Regions from separate parts of the Sus scrofa genome. Here region 1 is linked to region 2. Evidence: chromatin contacts called from public Hi-C data. All regions are on one chromosome and are shown on one strand. Each heading gives the region's core, a stretch centred on a gene start, on an enhancer-like site or on the middle of the called end of the contact. The rest is flanking DNA. Distances are from core to core; before and after follow the strand shown. Region 1 overlaps SMYD3 (SET and MYND domain containing 3). Region 2 overlaps KIF26B (kinesin-like protein KIF26B).

Region 1 (4,335 bases), core at 746-3,245, 250 kb before region 2:
TTTTTTTTTTTTTTTTTTTTTAATTTTAATATATAAAAAAAAATTTTTTTAGGGCTGTGCATGTGGCATATGGAAGTTCCCCAAATAGGGGTTGAATCAGAGCTACAGCTCCCAGCCTACACCACAGCCACAGCAACGCCAGATGTGAGCTGCATCTGTGACTTACACCACAGCTCACGGCAACGCTGGATCCTTAACCCCCTGAGCGAGGCCAGGGATCGACCCTGCCTCCTCATGAACACTAGTTGGGTTCTTACTGCTGAGCCACCACGGGAACTCCCCACCCTGTCTTTCTATAGCCTATTCTCTACAAAACAACCAGAATGATCCTTTCAAAATGGAAACCAGCTCCTTTCAATCTGTGGCTCAGAATCAAGATGGTGGTTTTCTGTCTCATTCAGAATAAAATCCAAACATGGCTATAAGTCTCCATATGCTCTAGCTGCCTCTCTCATCTCATGTCTTGCCCCTGCTCTCTTTGGTCATGCCAGCCTTCTTGATGTTTTCTGTACCCAAGAACATCCCCGCCTCAGGGCCTTTGCACCTGCTCTGATGTGAACCTTCAGCACCTCCATTTCCTTGCTGCCTTCAGGTTTCTTCTTAAATATCCTGAGCACTTTTTCCTGCCCTTTTATTTTCTTTTTTTAAAATTTATTTTTTATTTATTTTGCTTTTTAGGGCCCCACCCAGGGCATATGGAAGTTCCCAGGCTAGGGGTCGAATCAGAGCTGCAGCTGCCAGCCCGCAGCACAGCCCCAGCAACACAGGATCCAAGCTGCATCTGTGACCTACACCGCAGGCTCACAGCAATGCCAGATCCTTCACCCACTGAGCAAGGCCACGGATCCAACCTGTGTCCTCATGGATCCTAGTCAGGTTTGTCAACCCCTGAGCCATGAAGGGAACAACCAACTTTCTTTCTTAGCATTTATCCACATGTGACATTTTTCTCTAGAATTTTTATCTGTCTTCCCCACTAGAATGGAAGCTCATGTGAAGGCAGGGATTGTGGTTGTTGCCTTCACTCTTCAGCACCTGCCTGAGGCAGTGATGTGTGGGCCAGGACCTAGATTTTCGGATTCTAAGGCCAGTGTTCTTTCTGGGACTGCGTGTGGCCTTTCATAGGTTTTAAGTCCTCCGAGCATCTCTTATTTCTTTGATAGGGTATAGGACCCTGCTGTCCACTCAGTGAGGGGCTCCTTGTGCCCAGTAAATGCCGTAGCTTGCCTGAATTACTTCCTGTGCTCGTTGTGGTCTGTCATCGACTTGGATCATAGACTCACTCAGGGTATATTTCATCCTTCTTAGGAATAAAAGACAAGCCGCTGTTACTCATCAGACACACAGTGGTGTCCGGAAACCACAGGCAGTTTTGTTTGCGTGAAAAATCCAACACCACCAGAGCCTCGTTCTCAATAAGTAGACGATTTGTATTCGGAATTTTGAACATTTCACGTAACCTCGTAACGTGGGGGAGAGGATTAGACTGTGCTGGGTTTAAGCCTGAGTTTTAACAGGGTGTTGCTAGTTCTGCATTTACCTACCTGACGTTCTCAAGGAAAGTGTATTCCAGACCTGTTCTCTTGCAAAGGGAAGAGCATCTGCGTTTGGCTTGAGTCTTCCCTAAGCAGTTGCTAAAAGGCTCCCTTTTAGTTTGAAAACTTTTGTTCTCTTGCCTATGAAGTTTCTTAGGTGACTCGTAATCCTAAGTGTTTTCCTCTTGTTTTTACAGGTGATCTGCAACTCCTTCACCATCTGTAATGCAGAGATGCAGGAAGTTGGTGTTGGCCTGTATCCCAGGTATGGTGGATGGTATTTCATTTACTGGAAGAAATGACTTTAATTCCCACCCAGCTTCCCAGCCTTTTAAAAGGAGTTCAAAAGGCTATTACAGGCAGCTGCTTCCAGAACCAGGCTTGAAACGTAATGATAAATTACCAGAAAATGGAAAATGTGAAGTGTAACGAAAACGGTTCCATAACCCACAGTATACGGTGCGGTATTAACAAAGAGGCAGACCTCCGATCTAAAGTCTTGTTTTCAGGAACTTTGAGGTACCAAGCTGGGGACTGTGGATGCTAATAAACCATCCACCTGAGGTTTGGTTAATCCCCCACTCCTGCCTTGGTCCTTTTCCCCAACCTTCTGGGCTGATGCACATGATTATTTCAGCAGACTTGTGGTCCTGTACCATTTGGGTTCGTTTGGTCTTTCAGCTTGATGCTCTGGGCCCAGTGCTCCAGGAGGCAAGAGCACTCACGGGGCTTTGCCCTGGAAAGTGTTCTCTCTCTACCCCTGAGGCGATGGCACTGAGGAACCAGGCTGTCCTTCCACAGGCACTCCAGGGTCACTGCTACTTCCGTTTTGTCTTCATGCTGTTAGGATCTAATACAAAATGGGTCTTGCTTATAATTAACGGTGAATCTGAGAACCCAGCTTATTTCTGACACATTATAAGCTACCGATCTGCCCAATGGATCTTCAAAAAGCAGTAACAGGAGTTCCCGTCGTGGCGCAGTGGTTAACGAATCCGACTAGGAACCATGAGGTTGCGGGTTCAGTCCCTGCCCTTGCTCAGTGGGTTAATGATCCGGCGTTGCCGTGAGCTGTGGTGTAGGTTGCAGACGCGGCTCGGATCCTGAGTTGCTGTGGCTCTGGCGTAGGCTGGTGGCTACAGCTCCAATTCGACCCCTAGCCTGGGAACCTCCATATGCCGCGGGAGCGGCCCAAGAAATAGCAACAACAACAACAACAACAACAACAACAACAACAAAAAAAAAAAGCAGTAACATAGAATGGGGCAGACATGGCCCTGAGTTCAGACCACCTGGTTTCAATTCAGTCACCACTTGCTAGTTATTGCATCCTTGGGCAAGTTATCAGACGTCCGCATATCAGCTTCTTCATCTCTAAATGGTCCTCCTAAGATTATTGGGATGATTAAATGTGGTAAACATGCTCAGGTGCTCAGAAAGTGCGTTCTCCATCATGGATGCTCACTCACAGTTATTTCTAATTATTATCAAATGTGGTGGCAGCTTAAATCCACTACCTTCCCAGATGGTTAAAAAAAAAAAAAAAATGTGCCTCCAAGGTCGTAAAATTCCTGGGCCATGGCTCATGGCTTGGAAGGCATGAGGAGCTAGTTAGCAAGATAACCTCACTGTTGCATTGAAGAGGAAGCGCTCCTAACTATTCTTCAGTGTCACCATGCATGTTCTAGTAGGCATGGCCGTTCTCCCAAAGGACCTCACGTCTGAGATCCTGAGTGGAAAGCTCACTGGTCCCTGGGCTTTGATAACTGCCATGGTAACTGCCGCATCCCATTATCTCAGAGATTATTTCTCTGCAGGTCAGTTTTTCTTTTCCCATCTTCCTGTTGGGTCGCCTTATGGGCTGGTATCTAATGAGACAGCCACCTCCCCACCCCCACCCCCCTAAAGGACTCAGAAAATGTTGTTATTACCCCACCTTCCTAAGAGCACATCCCGAGAGCGCTCAATCCCTGGTACCCCTGTCAGCCTTACCTGCCCCCTGCCCCTAAGCTGAAGTGTCTTTATACTCATCAAATATAGATGTCTGGCTCTACCTACTGAGCCAGGATGGTCTCTTACTTTTTTTTTTCTTTTTCTCTTGCTTCCAGTATGTCTTTGCTCAATCACAGCTGTGACCCCAACTGTTCGATTGTGTTCAATGGGCCCCACCTCTTACTGCGCGCAGTCCGAGACATTGAGGCGGGAGAGGAGGTAAGGAGCTCTTGTTCGCCCTGCCCACCTTCTTTTCCATGCAAGACCCTCTCAGCAAGGCTCTTCCCTCACACCAGTTGGGGCTGAGGAGCAGCTTTTTAGCGTCTTTCTGCCAAGGAGAAGGTAGGTAATACATCTGCCCAGTGATGGAGGCAGAGACACTGCCCATCGTGACTTCTCCCAGATGGGCTATTTTTTTTTGGTCTTTTTAGGGCCACACCCACAGCATATGGAGGTTCCCAGGCTAGGGGTCCAATCGGAGCTGCAGCTGCTGGCCTACACCACAGCCGCAGCAATGCAGGATCCGAGCTGTGTCTGCAACCTACATCACCGCTCTCAGCAACCCCAGATCCTTAACCCACTAAGCGAGGCCAGGGATGGAACCCACATCCTCATGATACTAGTTGAGCTCATTACCACTGAGCCACAATGGGAACTCCTGAAGGTGGCTCGTTTTTACCTTTTTATTAAGAAAGCAAACAAGTGTTACCCTTTCAGGGTATCTTTGTTCCTTGACAAACGTATCAGCATCTCGGGGTAACTGTCTGAGCAAAGACGTGAAGGGGGCAGGAGGACAGGCAGCTTGACC
Region 2 (4,306 bases), core at 589-3,088:
ACTCCCTCCGAGCTCAAGGCTTTTCCTCCTAGATTTAGCTGCCTCTTGAATGAGACTACTGATCCCAGCCCCTCCCAGCCTCTCAGGGATCCAGCGAAGGGACAAGATGCCTTAAGCATTACGGGTTGTAAGACTCACTAAAGTGCTTTGGTTTCTCCAGAAAAAAACACCTACTCTATATCTAGTCAAGGTAAGGGACTCCAGCTTCCTTTCCCCAACCCCTTTCAGTAACTTTGGGGGGTGGAGTGGGGTGTCTTAGGGAAATGTGGGAACCTAATACTGTCTGCACTTGTCCAGACTTTCGTGTTGGACCGACAGGAAGAGGCTGGATCCTCTTTCACTGAGGCTTGAGACGGCTGATGGCCAAGGCCAGTGTCATCAAATTCAAAAGGAAAGGGCTGTTTCCCCTGTAGCTCCTTACTATAGGAAGCCATTCAATTTGGAACAAAGCCCTATACTTTGAGGATGGGACCCTAATCCCTGCTCTCCTGGTTGATTTCTCTTTCCTCCCCTCTGTCTGCGTCTCCATTCGCAGAGCTTGCTAGACTGAGGATGAAAAAGCAGCCACTGACCGAGCCACCAAGCTGACACTTCCATGCATAGCACTCGGACAGCAGGTCCAACCAGGACGTACAAATAAACCTAAAACACGAGCGACACTACAAAGCAACAGCCTGAGTTTACAAAGAAGCTAGAACTTTTTCATCAATTGAATATGACCAGGTGACCGGGTGGGACGTGGGTTAGCAGGGGGGAGGAGGGAAAGAGTGAGTCTCTTTAGTTGTGGAAGGTAATTTCTCCATGTACATAAGATAGATGTGTGAGTGCCAGGATTTCAGCGCTCACCCTACACATAGGGATGCTAGGAACTGCATTTAGAGACTATTGATTAGATATCAAGGCTGAAGGCTGGGTACAGCCTCAAGCACCACTGTATGTCCGATATTATGACATTGCCTCCGGTTCTGAGCAGGGCCACCCAAAAGCAGAGCGGGTTTGTTTAGGGATGGATCAGCAGCTTCTAAGATTTGGCAAAAAACAAAACAAAACGAAACACTTTTTTTTCCCCCCGAGAAGATGAGCTTCTCCTGGATTAGAATTATGCTTTTATTTGGAACTGATGAGCAGTAATAGATAGGTATTTTGTCAGGAAGGTGGCTAAGTGACACAATTTGTGAGTTTTTACCCACAAACGTTGACAGATCTTTTGTTGGAGAAGGAGAGAGATTACAATCCAAAGGAATGCTACATTCCACTCCCTGTCCACCCCCCACTGTCCCCCATGGCCCTCCCCAAAAAAATTAGACCATCTGCTGGCAGAGTCAGTGAAACTGAGTGTCATTTTGTTTTGCTGAACAGTGGGCAGCAGGGGCCCTCCTGGGGCAGTCTCAGTGTGGCAGTACTGAAGAGAGTCCCCTGGGGGTAGGATGGACTGCAGTGCCCAGGCAGTGGCAAGCAGGCCCTGGGGCCAGCACCAATGGATGGCTTATCCAGCATCAATTCATGGAGAACAGGGCTTTCAACGTGTTTCTACGGGCATGGTTTTGGAGGTTAATACACATCACCTTTAAAAATGAAAATATCTTTTAACATGTGCTCAGAGCATGGGGCTAATATTCCTGCAGGAAAGAACAGTGAGTAAATTCATGAATTCTTCTGGTTTCCATTTTGAACTGAACTCATCTTTAGTCATTTCTGTTCCAACCTAAACCCTTTTTGGAACAGGGAACTTCAAAATATTTACATCATTATTCACTGTGGAAGCCTGGACCCCAGAGCAGCAGAGGCTGATGACACCAGCAACCACGTGTAGAACCAGGTTAAGAAATGCCTGGGCTCTTGCAAGCCTGGCCTCTTTCCCAAGAAACCCAATTCAGACAGCCACTTTCAGACAGGAATGCACTAAGTGATAAAGGCTGATGGATTAACCAAAATTCATAATCAGCCTCAGAAGCTGAAGCCGGAAAAGGGCTCTTGCTCAACATCAACAGAAATCTGAGAACCAGCACAAGATGTGTATGCGTGTGTCAGACTTTTTGAACCACTGCCCTGGATGGTTTTTGTGGCTACAATGAAGTTACCACCACCTTCCAGGAACACAGATTTCAAGCTTAAGACTAATTTATGACAAACAGCTGGATTCCTGCCTGCCAAGTTCCCCACTCGAGGCAGCGTGGCACTGTACACCAGCTTCTCTCTCTTCCTCATCTTGAGGTCCCCTGGATAAGCCCCACCTGTGTCAACCCAGGACCAACACCTGCATTTGCATCTCAAGGGCCCCACGTTCAGAACAGCAACTAGAGACAAAGCGATACACAGGATGCTCCGATTTCAAATCAGGCAGAGATGAACATTAGGGACAGTGTCCCCATGATGGGGAAGGGAATTCAAGGACAAGAAGATCAAAGGTTGCAGTTTTCTGGTGGGGCTTGAAAGCCCAGGATAAAGCAGAGTCTCACTCTGTCACAACATGAAACACCATCATGAAATGCAATACAGATTTACACGCAGGAAATAATATTGCCATTTCCCCTTTGGGGCTCTGAGTTTTATTCTGCAGCTAGTGCTTCCACCTCATGCTGAACTACGTGGAGAGGGGGGCAGATTTCAGACAAAGAATTAAGGCTCCCATGTCTCCATGTTAATTTCAAAGAAATACTGTTCTGGTTTTTTCATGCGTGGAGAATGAAATGGAATAATGGGTTCTCTGACATCCCCCCTTTGCCTTCCTAGGTTATCTGTCACCAAAACTAGACCTGAACCTACCTCACATCTGGTCACTGAATGAGGTGTTCTTCACTTGTTAGAACTGCTTCAGAACAGATGACCAGCTGAAGAGTCGACTTACAGGGAAAAACGAGCGCATCATAGCATAAGAATTCATGATATCGTCACATGGTTTAGCAATACTTGGTGTGTTAAGATGTTTGCAGCTTACTTAGGTTAGGAAACAAAAGAGAAAAAAAAAAAAAAGGAAAGAAAGGAAAAAGCCAGAATGGACAACCGCCATGCAAAATTGTTCTACACTACGCCAACAGCATCCTTCAAGAAGCTCCATGGCATGGCGTCTTGGGAGGGCAATCTGACTCGCTAAGATAGCACTTGGTTTCACTCAACCCTTTTGGTATCTCATAAAGTTGCTATGAACATATATAGCAGGTTTAGGCAGGAGGCCAGCTGAAGGGCAGTCCCTCGGAAAGATTCTACTGATCAAGGTTTTACATTTCTGTAGATGTTTACATGGCAAGGTAGCCTGTGGGGGAAGATATGGCCAGGGCGAAAGCAAAGGCTGCTAAACACTAATCAAGTACATTTGTTTCCAACAAAGCCCAGGATACTCACCTTTGACAATCCCCCAATGATAAGGCTTTTCATGAAGTAGTGTATTTCCAACCAGCAACCAAAGGGATGCCAAAGGGAAAACCCAAACCAACTCAACAGAATGGCCTTCTCTGGGGTCCAGAAGCTTCCACTATGCTGCTGTTGAACAAGTCCATTCACACAAGTGCTGAGACCAGAGGTATGCTCAGAGTCAATGAGGCTGCCCTACAGAATGGAGGTATGATGGGGGAACCCTGCTGCCCAAGGGGCCAGACACACTTGTTAAACTGAAGGGGGAAATGATCCATCCTGGAGTAACTTTTCACCATATTTTAGCCTGTTTCAGTCATCAGATGGGAGCATAGCTTCTGGATGCACCTCTGCATAGGGGCAAGTGCTAACAAAACTCAAAGCCAGACTTGTCATCCACAGAACTGGCTTCCAGTCTAGGGGGCTAACTTTCCAAACAAAGCTAATAGAGCCGTCCGTGTCCTGACCTGGCCAGTAAAGGACTGGTGCTATGAAGAGCACAAGAATTCAGTTCCCACTGAGTTCAGCTGGGCTTTGCTGACTGCTCGCCAGTTATGCTGGGCTACATGAGTCCCGAGGAGCACTGACAAAGAAATGCAAAAGTTCTTTTTCCTGGGGGACAGGCTGGGGACAAGGAGTTGGTTAGCTGGGACTGCCTCCCTTGCCTGAAAACAGGCTCATGAAGATATGCTGCATTGGAGGGCAAAAAAGAACAGTATGCTAGAAAACCCTGGGCACCTCCATCAATGGGCAGGCTGTGGGGTCCCTGACCTGGAAGGTAGGAGGACACTGTGAAATTCCAGAACTGCTATGCGACACTCCCCTGACCACTCTGCCTTGGGTTTCCATCACTAACACAGGCATAATAATCCCTAAGGGAACTGCAGTGGGGGAGGGGGCGGGGGGGATGAACATCTCAATTTGAGAATGAGGTCCAACATTCTTGGAGTCAAGC

The links. Hi-C and Micro-C count contacts between places; a contact is called where the count stands out from the background.
Region 1: a contact with region 2 is called in a Hi-C map of embryonic fibroblasts, with 2.4 times the contacts expected there. The contact joins two enhancer-like sites. A contact is called at or near these places in 2 of 47 Hi-C or Micro-C datasets (embryonic fibroblasts and heart right ventricle).

What each region holds. Positions count from the first base shown.
Region 1 is chr10:18,461,176-18,465,510 of Sscrofa11.1, reverse strand. It overlaps SMYD3 (SET and MYND domain containing 3), which reads left to right. Exons shown (of 12, transcript NM_001160092.2): 6 at 1,733-1,800; 7 at 3,644-3,746. Among named protein-coding and RNA genes, the nearest start is that of SMYD3, 560 kb to the left of the region's middle. Within about 2 kb of position 1,995, at least 1 of the 83 cell types and tissues checked has an H3K27ac peak or open chromatin away from gene starts, as enhancers often do. A contact at or near this core is called in embryonic fibroblasts, where this site is marked.
Region 2 is chr10:18,214,518-18,218,823 of Sscrofa11.1, reverse strand. It overlaps KIF26B (kinesin-like protein KIF26B), which reads right to left. Exons shown (of 16, transcript XM_021064466.1): 16 at 1-4,306. Among named protein-coding and RNA genes, the nearest start is that of KIF26B, 510 kb to the right of the region's middle. Within about 2 kb of position 1,838, at least 5 of the 83 cell types and tissues checked have an H3K27ac peak or open chromatin away from gene starts, as enhancers often do. A contact at or near this core is called in embryonic fibroblasts, where this site is marked.